2 separate regions of the Zea mays genome follow, and region 1 is linked to region 2. Evidence: chromatin contacts called from public Hi-C data. All regions are on one chromosome and are shown on one strand. Each heading gives the region's core, a stretch centred on a gene start, on an enhancer-like site or on the middle of the called end of the contact. The rest is flanking DNA. Distances are from core to core; before and after follow the strand shown. Region 1 holds the start of LOC103653907 (RING-H2 finger protein ATL72). Region 2 has its middle 13 kb from the start of LOC109945571.

What was found. Hi-C and Micro-C count contacts between places; a contact is called where the count stands out from the background.
Region 1: a contact with region 2 is called in a Hi-C map of ear, with 2.9 times the contacts expected there. The contact joins the promoter of LOC103653907 here to the enhancer-like site in region 2. A contact is called at or near these places in 7 of 25 Hi-C or Micro-C datasets (bundle sheath, ear, endosperm and 3 more).

The regions. Positions count from the first base shown.
Region 1 is chr4:160,833,885-160,837,425 of Zm-B73-REFERENCE-NAM-5.0, forward strand. LOC103653907 (RING-H2 finger protein ATL72) reads left to right here and starts at 1,702. Exons shown (of 3, transcript XM_008680715.4): 1 at 1,702-2,974. The coding sequence starts at 2,759.
Region 2 is chr4:160,633,456-160,636,975 of Zm-B73-REFERENCE-NAM-5.0, forward strand. No RefSeq gene overlaps it. Among protein-coding and RNA genes, the nearest start is that of LOC109945571, 13 kb to the right of the region's middle. Within about 2 kb of position 1,751, at least 20 of the 20 cell types and tissues checked have an H3K27ac peak or open chromatin away from gene starts, as enhancers often do. A contact at or near this core is called in bundle sheath, ear, endosperm and 3 more, where this site is marked.

The sequences.
Region 1 (3,541 bases), core at 452-2,951, 200 kb after region 2:
TGTAGAACAAAGAATTCAAAATAATAGATCATCTTTGGAAAAAAAAGTTGTAGAACAAACAATTTGAAACCATAGATGACCTTTGAAACTAAAATTAGTGTTTCTATGATATTGAAGGCATGTATTCTCACAAGAGGGTATTAGAGTACAACTAGTGGATGAAAACATTATTGGGCAAATTAATGACCTTTTATGATACCAAATTTTCCGGTACATCTTCAGACCATTTGTGCGTTTGAGAGCTACATAAAGGAAAAGTCAGAACCCTGAGGCAACCCTTACTTAGACACACGGGTATGGAGGTCCATTCTTGGTCCTCGTGTGGGTATAGTTGTATATCCCCGCAGAGATCTTTCTCAATACCAGAAGTCTTCAAACAAAATCATTTGGATGTTCTTTCTATTAAACTGATGTAGTGAGAGTTAAGGAACTTATGAAAGAGGTGGAATGATGATCACTTTGCACTTATATTTATAAATTGATAGTATATCAATGATCATGAGCACAGCATACACCACGCTTCTTGCAAAATTACAAATGCCTATTCATTTTCCTTACAACTATCAAACATTATTTTTATGTCAAACTAAGCCCTCCAAGTATAATCATACACACGGTACTACCATTAGCTTTTTATATGTGCTTCAGACTTGGTGACCACTGACCACGCCCGAGTCAAGCTCGGGTGAAGTCATAAGTTTAGCAGGTGACGAGATGTGCATCTCTCGAAACTACAATTGCTTTGATGTTTAGCGACCAAGAGTGATCATGAAACTAGAATGATAGTTTGGAACGTGAAGTTGTGTTAAGTTTCACCTTGAACCTTGTATTTTTCTAAGTTAATTAGCCTCTTATTATTTTATTATATTCAACCATCAAAACATGTTAGAGGGCCTATATACACGGTGAGCCTGAGCTGTTGCCTCACGACCCATACTGCTCGAGCCGTCAGCCCACCCGCCACTGTTGCGCGTAGAGCTGGAAAATAAGCTCGAGGCTCGCGAGCCGGCTCGAGATCGGAGCGGCTCGCGAGCCTCGAGTGAGCCGAGCCGAGCCTGTCTTTTGGGCTCATTGTGGTAGCGAGCCGAGCCGGCTCGTTCTAGCTCGCGAGCCGGCTCGCGAGCTTTGCTAAATTACTAAATATATAGAATAATTATGGATATTGACTAATTTTATAGATAGTCAGTTTGTTCCTTAGCGTTTCATGATAGATATATGACAATTAATAATTTAGATTACTCATAATGATGAATGATATCTATATATTTTATATTTATATACTAATAATTCACTATATAATGTAATTATATATATCAGGGTGTGGCTCGCGAGCCGAGCCGAGCCAGCTCGCGAGCCACCTTCGAGCCGAGCCGAGTCGGCTCGTCTCCAGCCCTAGTTGCGCGCCTCCACGCCTACCACTCAAGTTGCTCGTCTGCTTGCCACTGCCATTGGTCACAACACCCGTGCCCCGTGTTAAAAATTAAAACACAATGTTATAGATTGGGACGAACAGCAATGTCGTTTTAAAAATCGTGAAGATAAAACACAATGTTATAAATAGAGTGAAATTGCCGTTAGTCTCTGTAGTAAGAGAAAAAAACATTAAATCCTCGTTATGAAGTGGGCGGTAACAGTACAATACAACTCAAACATGATCTAAAAAGAGAAAACCATCCGGCCCAAATCCTGGAAGCCCACATTAGGGCATATTGTCATAATAGGAGGTCAGATCATCGAGTACACAGACATGACACTAGTACATCGACACCTCCGAACTTGACGTTTTAGGTAAGTTTTTGAGGAAAAAAAGTAGATTTGTACGTCATGTCGACGCGAACTGTATCAAAAAGACTAACCCAACACAACAGATCCGCAGTTGTTCACGAACACAGTGGGGGGTGGCAGTTCATCAAATGTTCATAGTTCTACCAACCAGCTTCGTATGTCGCCAGACGCCAACCGTCGTTTCGTTCTGGAAAAGATCTTTGCAAGCTGAAAAGCCCGTGGAGCCCTGTCCCGCTCGCGTGGCGAGTGGCGACTGCCGAATCTTGGACGATTCCCCGGCGTGCACCTCATGTCCTCGCCCTGCCACACCGCCGCGGCGGGCCCCGCGTGCATCCCTACCCGTGCAGACTGGCTCCGGCCACGGCACCCATCACAAGCCGTGGTCCGTCCATGACAGCTGACCCCGCTGTGACGCCGGTCCCGCGCGTCATACGTACGCAGTCGAAGCGAAGTTCCCTGGGCAAGGCTCAGTCGCCAGAGAAGAAGCAGCAGCAGCAGCCCAGCGGCAGATCCCTGCTGTGCTGAGGCGCTGAGCTGCTGAGCTGAGGCGACTAGCGTCGCGCAGCGCAAGGCAGGCACCCCCACCCTCGCAAGTCACGCACAGGAGGAGACGAGACGAGGGAGATACTTGTTTCTCCCAGGACCTCGCTCACCAACTCCGGGAATCCGCCAACTCCCGCCGCCCGCCCCGGCCCGCCCCGCGCCGCGCCGCGGCGCATCATTCCTTGCCAGCGGCCCACGCAAATCCCAAATCCCAAACCCCGCGCCGATGCCCACCAGCCCTCCGCTGCCCGACCCCAGCCGCCCGCCGCGCCGCTCTTATTATACGCCGCCCCGGCCGCAGCTGCTCGCTGCTTAATCCGCTGCGGCTCGGTTCGCGTGCGCGTTTTTGGGAGAGGGCGGGGCGTTGGCTGTCAGCGGCTGGACTGGGTAGTGCGGCCGTGGCGGCGCCGCGAGGGAAGGGGCGGCGGAGATGCTGGGGTCCGGGCTGAATCTGGTGACCACGGTGATCGGCTTCGGGATGAGCGCCACCTTCATCGTCTTCGTCTGCGCGCGCCTCATCTGCGGCCGCGCTGCGCGGGCCGACGCCGACGCGGCCGCCGGCGCCGCGGCGCGGGCGCTGCCGCAGCCACCCGTGCCGTTCGACTTCGACGTCGAGTTCCGCAACGTCGCGGATCTCGACCGCACGGTGAGCGCCCAGTACCTGCTGCTACTCTGCTAGCGTGTTGCGTGTGTATCGTTGTGTTTGTGAAGCACGGAAGCGACCCTTGAGTTGTGTAGTGATGGTGACCCGGTGATCCCAAGTCATGCACGGGCCCAATTCTGTTCAGGAAAATATCCACTAAATACTTGTTTTTATTTTACGCACTGGAACACAGGTTGATCTTTTCAGTCACATTGCTGTTTTATATAGGAGTCATGTTTATATAAGCTACTAGCCTACTACTGAACTCGAGGTCGCATGTGCATTATTTGTGTGACTGTGCAAGCTCATTGACATGAAAAACATAAACCACAGGTGTCCAGTTCATCTCTGTTTCAAGAATATGAAAACTGTCCATCTTGACCAAACAATTCAGCCTGAGATGGGCCAAGTCAATTTGAATAGTCATGGTAATACCATGTTATTTACTATTATATTCTTGATTATCAGATTGAAAAAATGGGATTTGTAGCCCTGTGAGATATGGCCTTTGGATTGGCAGTATGGTTACCAAAGATGATTTGATTAGGTACACTGTATATTTGAATATCT
Region 2 (3,520 bases), core at 501-3,000:
GTATATTCACGATCAGGTAGAAGTTAGAGTCACGCGAATCACGAACAGATAGAAGTTAGAGCCGTGCGTAGTGCTAGTAATATGGGCCGAGTTTTTTTGGGTTAGCACGAGTACAACCCAAAAACAAGATCCCAAAGCACAGTTCGAAGGCGGGCCTAGGTCGTGCCTCAAAGTCCGTTTCGCCAGGCCTCAGCACGTCCCATGTAGCCTATAGTGTTTAGTTCCTTTAATCTAGTAAGCTATGGACTTTATATGGTTGTAATATTTGGATTTTCGTTGTTCGAATATATGAGCTGGGCTTGGATCGGTAGAGGCTAATGAAGACCCGACATACTCTAAGACCAGACTGAACCATTGTTTTTACTCTTTGGGCTGGCATGACAAGACTCGAACGTTTTTTTAGCCTTTTCAGTCTAAACCTGTTTGGTCCAAAGCACAATAAATTTGAGCCATGCGGATCTAGCTCAACCTAATTTTTAGCACTAGTCGTGTAAATGCTCGATTGCAGTGGCAGATCCAGAAATTGAAGACAGGCCAGGCAAAACGCTACGATCCTCCACGCCTTTGCCTGCGCCCAAATACTACGTTGGTTGCGTATGATGCTTTCTTGCTTGTGTCTATTACAGCGGGCGCCCAGCCCTGACCATCGTGTGTGGTGCCTGGGCCCTGGGTGGTGGTTCCGCCCCTGAGTCGATTGCTCGCACACGGATAAATACTCCACCTCTGCTTTATGCGATTTGCTGCCGTTCCTAGTTGTCACTGTTTTCATCTGCACAACAAACGACCCCCCAAGTTCTCTCTGGTCTTTCTGCTTCCTGTCATGTGCCGAATGGGAGGGACATCTTCCTAGCACACCAGCTCGTGCAGACCAGAAGGTTGGAGGCTCTGATGCCCCAACGCGTGAAGCCTAGACGAGGAGCTCCGACTCCAGCGGTCTGATGCACGCGAGGGGAGCGTGGCTTCAAAAGCCCCTGCGTGTGCGTCTGTACGATGCCATGGGAGCTCCAGCGGGGTGATTCCGATGGGGTAACACCTCCAGCACTGAGCGGGCGTGCCATCGAGATAGACTCTGGAGCCTGGAGCCTGTGCAGTCACAGGTCGCATCGCCGTCCGTGTCTTTGTCGTCGAGCTCGGTGGCATCAACAAGCTCGTCAAGCATCGGCGCCTTTCCATGGCCCCGGTTCCATTCCATATATTGACTGCATGCATGTCGAGTCATCATCGCCATGCAGTGGTTCAACCCGATTGTTCGTTGTAGTATATATGTAGATAAATATATACATTGAATTTAATCATCGCCATGCAGAACTAGATAAATGACTCTAGTTCTTGACTTCTTGCAGATTCGGTGGTAAGGCATTTTACCTCTTCTTTAATACAAACAGAAAAGATGTGTTTGAGTTTGGATTCTTATTTCTATCCAAATTATGTTAAGCATAGGACTGTTTCTACAGTCATAAAGTTAGTTAGAGGAGATCAGATAGAGAATAGAAAAGGCCAGGTAAAAAAAATAAAAATAATTTCCATACGTTACGATGAAAGATATAACATATCGTGACTTCAAGATTTATTCAAAACTAATCGTATTATAGAACTAAAACATTTTTTTTTAAGGGCCTGTGCTACTCGAGGCGTTGGTTGAGCACACGAAATCGACAAGTCTGGTTGTAAGAGCTGGGCCCATCCCATCGTACTCCCGGCCCGAAAATCCACCGATACGTGGAAAGGAGGGTACAGGGCCGGAGAGCACATACCAAACAGGCGCATCCTTGTCACCCATGCGTGTGGGGCTGTACTGCTGCCAGAGTTGGCCCAAGCCTGAAACCCACCGCGGTCCAAGATTCTGTAACCTGTGGCCCAACATCAAAGTTTTCAGGCATCACACGGGCTGAGCCATGGCCTCACTCTTCACCGATCTGTCTCGCTGAGAATTTGTGAAAACTGAAAGCCCACCGCCTCAGGGCCTTTTCGATTATGTCTAGATCGTAGAGGATTAGAGAAATTAAATCTCTCACTGATAAAAATTAAATAGAAAAAAGTTAATCTCCTTCAATTCAGACGCTACTTACCGTTCCGGACTTTCGATTGAGATGATCATTTTGAGGGGTGGACCGGTGGTGTTTACCGACTACCCTTGACCTAGATCCAGCTTAAGCTTTGTTCGGTTAATTCCGTCACCTATAGATTGGATGAGATTGGAAAAAATTAAGAAAAAGTTTGACTTGCTTGGGATTTAAACTCACACAATCACACTCAATCCACATGAATTGAAAGCTAACCGAACAAGTCCTTACGTGTGTAAACTATTTCGGTATATCTTTTTTTATAGGTCTCAGTATATCTTTTTAGTTACACCAAGAAAAAGATTTTGCAGACGCCGACAATCTGGAACACATGGGGACCGGAAGATCTATACCGAACAGAAGAAACTAGAATGTAACGTAGAGGGCAATGATAATGATTTACGCTTGAGTATCAACGGTAATAAGTTTGAATATGTCGGTATCAATTTTTAGTGTGATGCCTGATTATAATTAGACCTAAATAACAAAAATTTAACATTATTAGTTACCCATTATATTACAAATATGTGAATCAAATGACATCTAAATAAGGTGTTTGGTTTGAGGAAATCACTCCATGAGGTGATGCATTATGGATTCATTTTCAAATTTGGTAGGATGACTATATTTATCGTACTAGTGCTAACTAACTATGAGGAATGAGATGGTGATGGATCAACTCATTATATTTCACAAAAAAAATGAGAAGTAAAAGATGATGATGGGCTAGATCATTCATCAAATCAAAGACCCAAAAAGTGAACGCTGTTCCTCCAACTGACTTCCACGTTCAGTTCCGAACGCTCCGGGTTTCACCATATTTTATCATCTAACAACACGCCATTCTTTACGGTTACAGGCAGGAATTACGTCTCGATGCAAGCAATTGATCCGAGAAGTCCTCTCGTGCATGCAATGGTTGGAAATGTCACATCGTCACCACTTGGTACGTTCGAAGCAAGGCTGAACTACAAATAAAAAAATAATCAGGGGGCGTGCGGAACGTGTTAGGTTATTCTGTACCATCCAAAGATCTCGATATCGCCTATCTGGATCTCAATTGGCTGTGGTCCAAACTTTCATCGGGTAGATCATTATCTAGCCCACCGGCCCACTGTACGTTGTTCTATATTGTTATTAATAGGGATGCGAATAGGTCAAGTTCGAATTGAGTGCAGAAAAACTCGTCGTTTACAGTTGAAGTATGTCTAAACCAGTCCACAATTATATCTGTGGGTATAATTCTAAACCCGCACCTATCGGATTTCGGGTGAGTTTCAGGTCACACGCGGGCGTAAAATTTTAAACAACAATTTAGCTATAAACAATTAAGTACTAACAATAATTAAGTTAAATCTACAGATTTTAAACCTTCTCACATTAAGCAGTAACAACACATTTAATGAATCATTAGTGAAGTTACTTTTTCATAATAATTAATATTGTATCTTAACATT